Regions from separate parts of the Sus scrofa genome. Here region 2 is linked to region 1. Evidence: chromatin contacts called from public promoter capture Hi-C data. All regions are on one chromosome and are shown on one strand. Each heading gives the region's core, a stretch centred on a gene start, on an enhancer-like site or on the middle of the called end of the contact. The rest is flanking DNA. Distances are from core to core; before and after follow the strand shown.

What was found. Promoter capture Hi-C pulls out the DNA fragments that hold promoters and counts their contacts.
Region 2: a contact with region 1 is called in a promoter capture Hi-C map of liver, with 3 times the contacts expected there. The contact joins the promoter of MTMR12 here to the promoter of DROSHA in region 1. A contact is called at or near these places in 2 of 5 promoter capture datasets (fetal liver and liver) and 1 of 2 datasets of contacts at active chromatin or transcription factors (skeletal muscle).

What each region holds. Positions count from the first base shown.
Region 1 is chr16:17,845,418-17,850,904 of Sscrofa11.1, forward strand. It overlaps DROSHA (ribonuclease 3), which reads right to left and starts at 2,537. Exons shown (of 35, transcript XM_021077126.1): 1 at 1,387-2,537. It overlaps C16H5orf22 (UPF0489 protein C5orf22 homolog), which reads left to right and starts at 2,855. Exons shown (of 10, transcript XM_003359737.4): 1 at 2,855-3,046; 2 at 4,302-4,447. The coding sequence starts at 2,966.
Region 2 is chr16:18,534,971-18,540,457 of Sscrofa11.1, forward strand. MTMR12 (myotubularin-related protein 12) reads right to left here and starts at 2,923. Exons shown (of 17, transcript XM_021077144.1): 1 at 2,707-2,923. The coding sequence starts at 2,874.

The DNA of each region.
Region 1 (5,487 bases), core at 1,287-3,786:
CACGTTGCTGTGGCTCTGGCGTAGACTGGTGGCTACAGCTCCAATTAGACCCCCTAGCCTGGGAACCTCCATATGCCACGGGAGTGGCCCTAGAAAAGGCAAAATAAAATTATCTTAACACCAATTTTGCATTCACGAATGCATTTAGCTACTAACAAAATCAAGAGCATGCTGAACCAAATGAAAGTTTGCAACTAATTTTCAAGATACCCTTAATATTTATCTTGCTGACTCAAAACAATCAGTAGCTTAAAAGGCTGGAAACTTAGTTTATTCCATCTCTAATCTGATAAAAGATTAGAGGGAAAAAAAAAATCACTTCCTTTTTTTTTTTTTTTTGGCTTTTTAGGGCAGCACTGACAGCATATGGAAGTTCCCAGGCTAGGGGTTGAATGCGAGCTATAGCTGCCAGGCTTACACCACAGCCACAGCAACATGGGATCCAAGAGCATCTATGACCTACACAACAGCTCAAGGCAACGCCAGATCCTTAACTCACTGAGCAAGGCCAGGAATCAAATCTGTGTCCTCATGGATGCTAGTAAGATTCTTTTCTGCTGAGCCAGGAAGGGAACTCTGAAAAAATCATTTCTCCTCTCCCTCTCCATATTCTAGTTTTCTTCACGGTGAGGCCGGCCTTCAAACTTACCTATAATTTGTAAACACAAGAGTTATCGTTGTTTCTCATCCTCATCAATTCCCATAGAAAAATATTGTGAAAAGAATGGATCTCCAAACACCAAACTTGAGCAAAATGTTTTTAAAAAACACAAATAAATATCAACTGCAAAAAGCTTTAGTGCAGAAGCATCTTTGTAAAGTCTTTCTAACTAAAAGTTTTACCTATCAGCCTAAGGTAGATTTTCAAATGGTTTGTGAAAATAATATCAGATGATTTAGCTGTATCAATCACTCTGCTTACTAAATAGCGGGTAGCAAATAATATCTGATTAATGATGATTATTCAGTCCAAGGCCCTCATGATAAACTTAGGATCTAGACAATGATCTTGCTATCACAGGCTACTCGGGGCAACAGAATCAAATTCAAACTCCATGCTGAAGTTTGGATTGCAGGGACCTCTGCAATCTGGACCCAACTTCTTCCAGGCTAATCCTCCACTACCTTCCCCATCAAGCGCCTGTCACCTACGATTTTCCCTGTTGCCTAATCAAACAAAGTACTACCACCAAGCTTGTTCTTTGTTCCCGCTCTTCTAAAACCTCCTACCTGATGATTTGCCCATTGAATTTCTAGCCCTCTACCTAGGTCAGATGCCACCTCTTTTCTTCTGTAATGCCTTTCTTAGTTCCCTTTAGGAAGTAATCCCATTCCTTCTAGACTCCTGTTACTCTCAGTCTGTACTTACTTCTTTATAGCACTTACCAGAGACTTCCTCATATTATAGCCATGTGTGCACATGTCTAACTCCTCCACTAGATTATTAGCTCCTTGATGGATTGGATTATTGATTCATAGTCATTTCTGAATCCTTCACAGGCCCTGGCAGAGTATCCTGCACATAGTAGGTGATCAATAAATGTTTACTGTCTCACTAATGGTATGTTTCTAGGTTGCTACTGTACATTTCCACACTGCATATATCTGCAACAGATGTGCATTACCAAAACCAGACAAAAGCACGTCTTTTCACTGATTCATGCAACACTTAGTGAGCCTACACATGTCACAAGCCCTGAGCACTCAAAGATGAGTAAGATACATAACCTGGATTACTTATTAAGCTCAGAATCCGCATACAGATACATTAAATATATGTATTAGGATAAACCCAAGAAAAGAGATATGCACAGGGTCTAGGGAACAAAAAAGTGTACTGAATCTAGAGGTGGGCAACAAACAGGATCAACAACACTCTTGAACAGTGTGTTCAGACTGCTGTTGAACACTCACTATCAGATCCTTATGGATGATTTTAAAGATAGAATACCTGAAAACCCTAATTATGAAATCAACTATTAAAGGCATGGTTAGGCTGTATTGTGGATGCAAACTTTAATTCAAATCAAGGACCTCACTGCAACTGGAAAATTATTTTCTGCGTCTGCCTACTCCTAAGTTGCTGTTTCGAAGCAGAGAAACTTAGGGAGCTGTTTTGCATAGTTAACACATCCAGGAACATCGGTCCATGTAAGAAAGGGTTGCAAAGTGTGACTACGTTTTTAGTAACACCCTCTCTCCCTGAGTTGAATCTGCAGGCTGGTCATCTTCGTCTAACTGATCTGTAATTGCATGTTTCCCCTGTTTACATCTCCCGCCAGACTGTGAGCCCCACGAGGTAAGCTCCTGGTCTCCCCTCCGACACCCGGGCGGCCCCAGGCCTGGACCACCGCATGCGCTCCACAATGAATGAAAGGTCTCCTTCTTCACTCCTATTTATTTGTGGGATCTGGGCCTAGGGTCGCTTTTTGCTCTTAGCGGTAGCTCTGAAGAGGGACTACCCTATCTAACTCCCAGGAGCCTCTCGCCCCAGCCCCGGACTCCAGCCCGGTTTAAATCCGGACACTCCAAAACACTCCCTCTTCCAACACCCTCAAACTGCCCCTTTTACCTACAAGAGGCTCTCGGGATCTCCGTCAGAGCAAAGCCAGACTTATATAGCGGAGCCGCCAAGACCTTAGCGCCGCCTGCGCCTCCGGAACAGGAAACCGAGAGAATTAAAAGCAAACCTGAAAGCTGGACCACAGTAGGGAAAGCTCCTGGACTCGCCGCAGCGCCTTGTGCGCAGTGATTGGCGCATCAATAAGAGCGACGGAAATCTAAGCCAATCGCCTTCGTCAAGCCCTCCGGTGCTCTCCCCCTGCCCCTTACGTTCTCCAACCCGGAACCGCAACCGGGTGAGCGCGCGTTTCCACCCGGGAGTGGAGGCAGGGCCACAGCTGCGGCAGGCCGGCGTCTTCGCACTGAGCTTCAGGCTCGCTGAGACGCTTCCCCGCGCGAAAACATGAGTGACTCCGCGGGAGAGCGCCCCCGGCTCCGGTGCTACCCGGAGCTCCCCGTTTGGGTGGTGGAGGATCATCAGGAGGTGAGCGGGTGGCTGCCGGACGCTGGGGCAGAATCGCCCGAGGACTTAGGGAGCGGCGGAGCCTCGGCCTCGGAGGCCAGAGAGATGACGAGAATTAGTAATTCACTCGAATTGCATTGCTGTGGGGGAAACACCAAACGGGCTAGCTTGGAAGAGTAGGCGCAGACGTTTATGCAGTGCCCGGCAGCTCATTTAACCCCCGCGGTTTGTTCGAAATCCCACAACACTTTAGCAAACTAGTGGTGTCAGGATTCGAACGTGGGCGGTCGAACTACAGAGCCCGGAGTCCTTAACCTGCACTTTAACGCAGATTTCTTTACTGTCTCCTGGCATCTCCATCACAGCCCTGCTGTGTAAGGGGGAAGCTTTTTGTTAAGAATGTGAACTGTCATCTGTGACGTGGGTACTAAGTGTTGCTCATTCATAAGTCCTTTAGGAGTATTATTGTGTGCAGAGTGCGTGCCTAAATCTTTTAACACCGCATTTATAAACATTAAAGATATTTTCTGTATCTGTAGTATTGCTGCTTTAGGATACCTGTTGTAATCTAGACTTCCGAAAGCCTTCGAGAGTCCCATGGATCTAAGTCTTTTTTCTTTCTTTTTTTTTTTTTTTTTTTTTTTTAATAGCAGTAGTATGTCTTGAGAGTTCTCTGGATATTAAAGAGGAAGAGGGTGATTCCAGATTTGTGGATGGAAAAAGATAAGAGAATAAAAAGGAAGTTGGATTTCTGGGGACCTAGATGTAGTGCATATGGATCTGGGAGAAAAGAGCAAGCTTGGGTTTGGTGGTGCTTTCAAATTCAGTCTTCAACTTATAACTCTAAAGACTGAAACAGAACACAGAGCCTTGTAGACCACATAGCCTAAAAGTATAGAAAAGGCCCAGAGACCCAGAGTGTCCAGAGCATACCTTTAGTGCCAGAATGTGTATTAACTATCAGTTTTTTCCCCGAGTGCCAGTCCTTGTCTGCCTCCCCACGCTATCTTTAGTTCATGGTGGAGGCAACATGGCAGCCAGAGATGCCCACTAAAGCCTTCAGAAGTGTAACCTGGAAGTTCTGAGGAAAAAATAAAGCTTAAGATGATTATCTATACCCATCTTCAATGAACAAATTTTATATTTTCCTACTTTTTAACAACTTGGTGGACTCAAATTATATGCAATTATGTTTAGCATTATTTTTCAGCGTGCAGTTGGGTGTATGTTCATGATGTCAGTGCCTATTCTGAATGTGTGCCTGTGTCTTTTACAGGTTCTGCCTTTTATATACCGGGCCATTGGCTCAAAGCATCTTCCTGCAAGTAACATAAGTTTTGTGCATTTTGATTCACATCCAGACCTCCTTATTCCTGTGAATATGCCAGCTGACACTGTATTTGATAAGGAAACGCTTTTTGGGTAATATTTTGTTAATGATCTCTTATGTGCCCGAAATACAATTTGTGGTAGATGATAAGCAGTTATGGGAAATAGTTTTTTCGAAGCTCCTGAGTTTTGCTTTTGTTTTGTTTGCCTTTTTTATTTATAGCAAGTATGAACAAACTTGTTCTTAAAGGGCCAGATAGTAAATATTTTAGGCTTGCTGGCCATATGGTGCACCTGCTTATTTTTGCCTTTATAGTGTGAAAGCAGCTGTAAACACAGCATCAGCAAGTATCAGTGGCTGTGTTCCAGTAAAACTTTATTTGCAAAAACCAGTGGCCCAGCCAATGTTTGCCACCCTCTGCTTTAGAATATAGGATTTTAAAAGTAGAAGTAGAAGAGACTTTAGAAATTATTTCCTTTTTCCCTGTAAAAGTCGGGATACGGAGACACAAAAAAATGTCTTGAACACATAGTTCAGTAATTGTATAAGCAGCACATCTTTAATTTATGCTTTCTTTCAGTATTGAGTTCTTCCAACTGCTCAGTTTTTTTATTTTCAGGTCACAAATCCTATTGACTTTCAGTTATATAGAATCATAGAGATGGATGTGAAATTGTACCCTATTCTTCAAGAAAGACATACCTAGTGTATCTCTAAATAGTGACTTACTAGTCTCTCTTCAGTAATAAGTTCCCTGAAATTCTGTCAGTGTCTCTTATGTATTTGTCACAATATAGCTGTTCATACACTATGAAAAGTTATATAGCAGTAATTTTCTTGTTATAATACAAAATTAAAAACAGATGCTTGTGAGAATTAATTTTAGCCTGCTGCATTTCTTTTAGTTGACACTAAAACTCAGCACACTAATTTCTAAAGAAATGTGGTAGTGCTACCATTGTCCTTACTGTCTTTTATATTTAGAGGTTTATATTTTAGAAGTTGAAAGGAATTACGAAGCATGTATGACCACTTAGAGTTAGTTGTAGAATACATTTTTAAACATTTTTAATCTCAGGGTTCCTGTATAACTTTAAAAATTCTTGAGTTTTTTTTTTTTATGTGGGTTATA
Region 2 (5,487 bases), core at 1,673-4,172, 690 kb after region 1:
GTTCTTTCCCTCCTGTTCACCTCAGCTTCCAGAACCATGGGCTTCCCATCTACAGAATATACTGCCACAGCCCTCCAGGCAGAGTTTATAAAACATGACCAAAAATCCTAAAATACAGCTGGGGATTTTTTTAACTTTCACGTTCACTGATTTAGGAGAATCAATGACACAAGAGCCAAGTTACTGTGGCAGAGATCCAATTTTAACAGGTAAAGGTAACTCCTACCCTCATTTTAGGCTGTCCAATGCCAATCCTTTCTGATTACAGGGGGGAAAAAAAAGCCATCACGTTTAAAAGCATCACGTTCAAATACTTGACCCAGTTAAGCCTTCTGTTTTTAACAGTTAAGTGCTGACCCTTGATAGCCTCTTCGGCATACAGAATGCAGCTGCTGCTGAACCTTCCAAGATCTGATCAGCCAAGAACAAGTTCACCACCAGGCACAAGGCACTTTACACCATGAAGGTGTGAAGCTTGTTCTGGTAGCTCAGTGATCTACCATGAAAAAGGTGTCTGAGAAATTGTGACTTCCCAGCTAACAAAAGCAAAGGGCATGTGAAGAAGTAAATGAAAGGAAAACACACAAGAGGCAGTAAAGGTGAAGGCACTCTGAGGCAAAGGAATAGAAAACAGCAGAATGACAGGCTTCAGAAAAGTGTCCGTAGGACTCCTATTAACTGAGCCAAGAGAAGTTTACTCCACCCAAGGCTCTCAGAGGCACATAGGCTACATGATGAAGCCACACACACGCATTTCTAATAATGTAATACCTAGCGAAAGCTGTGCTGTACTTAAAAACAAATTGCCTTTTCACTCCCTCATTCCCTTATCTTCTGAAAATCATCTACAATTTAGGTCAGAGCCTTACCCTCTGTTAGTAACTATTCTGAGAGACAGATTTCAACAAAGAATGATAGTGTCTACACAGTAGTGTTTTATTGCACGATAACAAAACTGCCAACTTTAAGGATCTGAAAGATGTGACCACTTTGGGCTTATGCTGGGGCTGAACCCTTCCCCTTCCCTAATTATTCCTCAAAGGAAATATATCAGGTGCTGTGGGCAAAGAGGGAAAACATGTCTAATTACAACATGTGCCCTTGGTGGATAAAAAATTTGAACATTCTTGAACTCTGGCCACATTTCAGAAGACTTTCCACTTATAGCTTAATCTCACTGAAGAGGAAAGGTTAAAAGATCAGTTGTACTTCAACCAGGGCTCAATCAAAAAAAAAAAGACACAAAGAGAAAATGACCACATGACTTACCCTCCACACATAAGGGGAGCCTGTTGAAAACTCAAGATGACCCTGACTCCTTATCAAGCATTTACAAAGGAAGTGGTTTTTATTTTAAAATTAGGGCTAAAAATAAGTCCACTCCACTGAAAGAAAGACACATTTGAATTTAAAGATAGATATGCAAAGGCTTTGGGCCACAGGTGGTCTTAGAGAAGCAGTCCCAGATCAAGACCGCCCATCCATAGCCCACCTGCCTTTGCTTTACCCAAGTGGAAAGACAGCACAAGAGTCTTCTAGTGTGCCTGCACAGGGCTAATTAAAGGGCTGAGAGAGGAGCAGGAAAAAACCTGGAGAAATCCAAAATGAAAACACATCTAATTAGGTATTCGGATTGGGAGCTATTGCTCAAGAAGCCCTCAGCATGACCTACAAGTTGTAACCTCTCTAACCTCCTGTTCTTTGACTCTCCCCTTCCCCCACCGGATTCTGCAGGTCCGGCTTCCTTGATGCCCCTCCAACACTCCAGACTCTTCGCTCCACCTGCACCTCAGATCCCAAGCATCCTCCAAGTCTTTGCTCAAATGCCACTGTACAAGGAGGAAAGAGGGGTCTTTTCTTTTCCCGTGATACTTTTCAACTTCTAATACGCCATATCATTTACTTTTATGTATTTTATCTGTCGTTTACTCCTCTCTCCCTCAGATAAGATCCAGAACAACAGGGATCTTTGTTTTGTTCACTGATGTATACCCCAGTTTAGAACAGTGCCTGGCACTGAATAGGAGTTGAAAAAATATTTTCTGAATGAATGAATGAACCTGACAGTAAACTCCTGGAGGACGTCGAAAGGGTGATGGTGAGGGGTGAAATGAAAGCGGGAAGAAGCGACGGAGAATTCACAAGGAGAGGCAGAGACTGACTGAGGCTGGGACCGACCCACATTTTCTCCCTGCAGTGCTGATGGGAGGCGGGAGGCAGTGCACGGTATCCCACCAGCGGCATCAAATAGCACTCAGAAGCAAGCTGCTAAGATAAGCAAGCTCTACACGCTCGCTGAGAAATTCCAAGGGCAGGGCAGACCCACCCGGACTGCAGGCTCTGGGCAGGTCCCCACGGGGGTCCAGACCCTTCCAACCCTTCCCCTCCCGCGGTGCTCCAAACCCCAGCTCCCCTCCACTGTAGCCAGGAGCTTGAGGGCCGCAGTACCTCCCCGTCTCGGGCCCCTTCACCTGGTCGCCAGAGAGCCGGGCCCTCACTCGGGCACCTGCCTGCCTGCGCCGGGAGATCCCCACCCGGGTCGGCGGGGAGGCCCAGCGCGCCCCTGGGGATCTCACCCTGCCCGGCTTCCCTCCCGGACACCGGCAGGAAGCGCTCGCGGCCCTTCCAGCGGCAGGGAAGGGGCTCCCGGCGCCCCTCGCCCCGGCCGCTCCTGCCCGACGCCCCGCCCGCGCGGCGCCTCCTCACCTCTGGGCGCACGTATGACACGAAGGAGGGCTTCGGCGCCTTGGTGCCGCCGCCACCGCCGACTACCCCTTTCCCCAGCATACCGCCGCCCTGAGAAGCAGCGACGCGCGGGAGCAAAGGCGGCCGCTCGCAGCGGCCACCAGCACTGGCGGCGGGGGCTCCGCCCATCCCCAGGGCCGCGGCGGCCGCGGCGCCGCCCGCATCCGGCTCAGCCGCTGACACCGTTCGCCCCGCCCAGGCCCGCGGGCCCCGCCCACTCCACGGGGGCCGAGGGTGTCTGGGACTCGCTGCCGGAGGCCACGCCCCCTCCGCTCCCGACCTGCGGGGCTGACTGGCGGATACTCGCCTTCCGAGATAGGTCCCTTTCCTTATGTTCGGCAAAGCCCGCCGTCATGCGTCCTCTGATTGGCCAGAAGGCTCTGCGGGCCTAGCCCCCACTTCAAGCCCCTTTGAATGAACCTGGAGCGATGTTTCCTCTGACCAATCCAGAGAGCGTTCTCTCCGGACTCCTCGGCGATTGGATAGTAAGAACATCGCAGTCGCCCACAGATTCTGCAGTCACTGAGTTGTGAGCTTTGATTTACTGCAGTCGTTCTCTTCTCTTGCCATTTTGGAATGAAATTTCCCCAAGTGCGCGGTGTCAGATATCACCGAATGCGAATTAGACAAACCAAGTGATAAGAGGCATCTAGGAACAGGTTTAAATATTTGATCATAAAAGACTTTGTCGACCTCATTTTTCTAAACTTTTGTGTTTGTTTCTCTGTGTTTCTAACAGAATGACCAAAGCCTTTAAGAGGTGTCTTTCATCTGCCTTCTCCAGTTCCGATAAAACCCTCATTTTTAGTGAAGATTGTAAAGAAAATTCATTTACATTAGACATTTGACGCTAAGCATAGTTTTAGACACAGATGAATAAGACAGGACCAGCTCTAAAGAAATTCAGTCTAGTGGAAAAAACTAATAATAAATATTTGCAGTTAATTTTCTCGCTATCAGACCCTGCTAAGCATTCTAGTCCATCAATGGCTCTTTACCCTCTTCTTCTCCATGACTGCCCCATGGTCACCAGCAAAGCCACTCCAAATAAACATAAACTCTAAGCGAAAATGAATGTGCTTACTTTTGCACACATAGGTCAGGACAAGTCCTGTGGCCTCATTTCAACCAGATTGCCATCCTTCAGCCTATCAGATACTGCAGTTCTGGAGCCACCCCTGAATTACATTATCCTGGTTCTCAGGTGGAAGAGCAAATGCAAGTAATTTATCCAGATCTCATAATAAGTCACTAACAGAGCTGGGATTCCAACCCAGGTGTGTCTGATTCCAAAGCCCAGGTTCTGAACATTATAATTATACAAATTGGGAAGAAGCCCAATAAAAGAATGGTCAATTCTCTTTGGGAAGGCCAAGTCAGACTTCATTTGAAAGATATACCTTAGGGAGGTGTTGGGAATGACGTTATTTGTGGAGACTAATAGTATTACTTTATATTTCGCAGAAGTTTTTACTTTTCAAAGTGAAATGGGAGTTTCCGTCGTGGTGCAGTGGTTAACGAATCCGACTAGGAACCATGAGGTTGCGGGTTCGGTCCCTGCCCTTGCTCAGTGAGCTGTGGTGTAGGTGGCAGACGCGGCTCGGATCCTGCGTTGCTGTGGTTCTGGCGTAGACCAGTGGCTATAGCTCCGATTAGACCCCTAGCCTGGGAAACTCCATATGCCGAGAGGGAGCAGCCCAAGAAATGGCAAAAAAAAAAGACAAAACAAACAAACAAAAAAAACAATCAAAGTGAAATGGCAGGGCATATTTTTACAGTCTGAACAAATTTTTACTTTCTTACTTCTCAAAGAACTTTGAATTTTTCATGTTCTTCCACCATAGTCAGTATGTTAGCATGGCCGCCTGTGGCCAGGGCTTGCTTCTCAGACATGCAACTAGCGCAGTCACACAAGACTTGCACTTAGAAGGGCTGGGGTTTAAATGCTTTGTGGCTTCTGTCTTCAAATCCTGAATCATTTTACCTTTAAATTTGTGTTTTTGTTTTTTTTCTTTGTAGGGTCACACCTGTGGCATATGGAAGTTCCCGGGCTATGGTTTGAATCCAAGCGGCAGCTGCCAGCCCACGCCACAGCCATGGCAGCACAGGATCCTTAACCGACTGAGTGAGGCCAGGACTCAAACCCTCACCCTTATGGATACTAGTCAGGTTCTTAACCTGCTGAGCCACCATGGAAACTCCCAAATTTGTGTTTTTTAAGTGAAGTTTGATGTGACAGTAGAGCCAATGAAGGGGTCTTGCAGCCTCAGCTCCTGTGCCATTCTATGTCCTCTTGTGTGCCCACTGTGCCCTGGCACCCTGGACTGCCCCAGCCAGACCTAGATTACTGCTGACCTCTTGGAGCTGCAGTCGGGCCTCATTGACAGAGGGGAACTCCTAGCCCCCATGAGTGCCTGAACATTGACAAGGTGGTCAGGGTCAGTCACAGGCCCCAATCCGTTCCAGGTCTCTGGGTGGTGTAAGCAGCCATCCCTGCCCTAGGCTGGCAGCTCTATGGCAACAGGCCAGGGCCTTTCAACCACTCCCCTGCAGCTACCAAATGTGGTCAGGCTCCAATCCCATGGAAGTCAGACCCACACCCCCATTCCGTCTATGGGAAGGGAAATTAACTTCCTTGTCTTGGGCCAGGACTCCACAATCTTCATTTTGCACTGGCCCTGACTATGCCCTTTATTATCTGTGAACTTGGAGAAGTTACTCCATCTCTCTGTGCCTCTATTT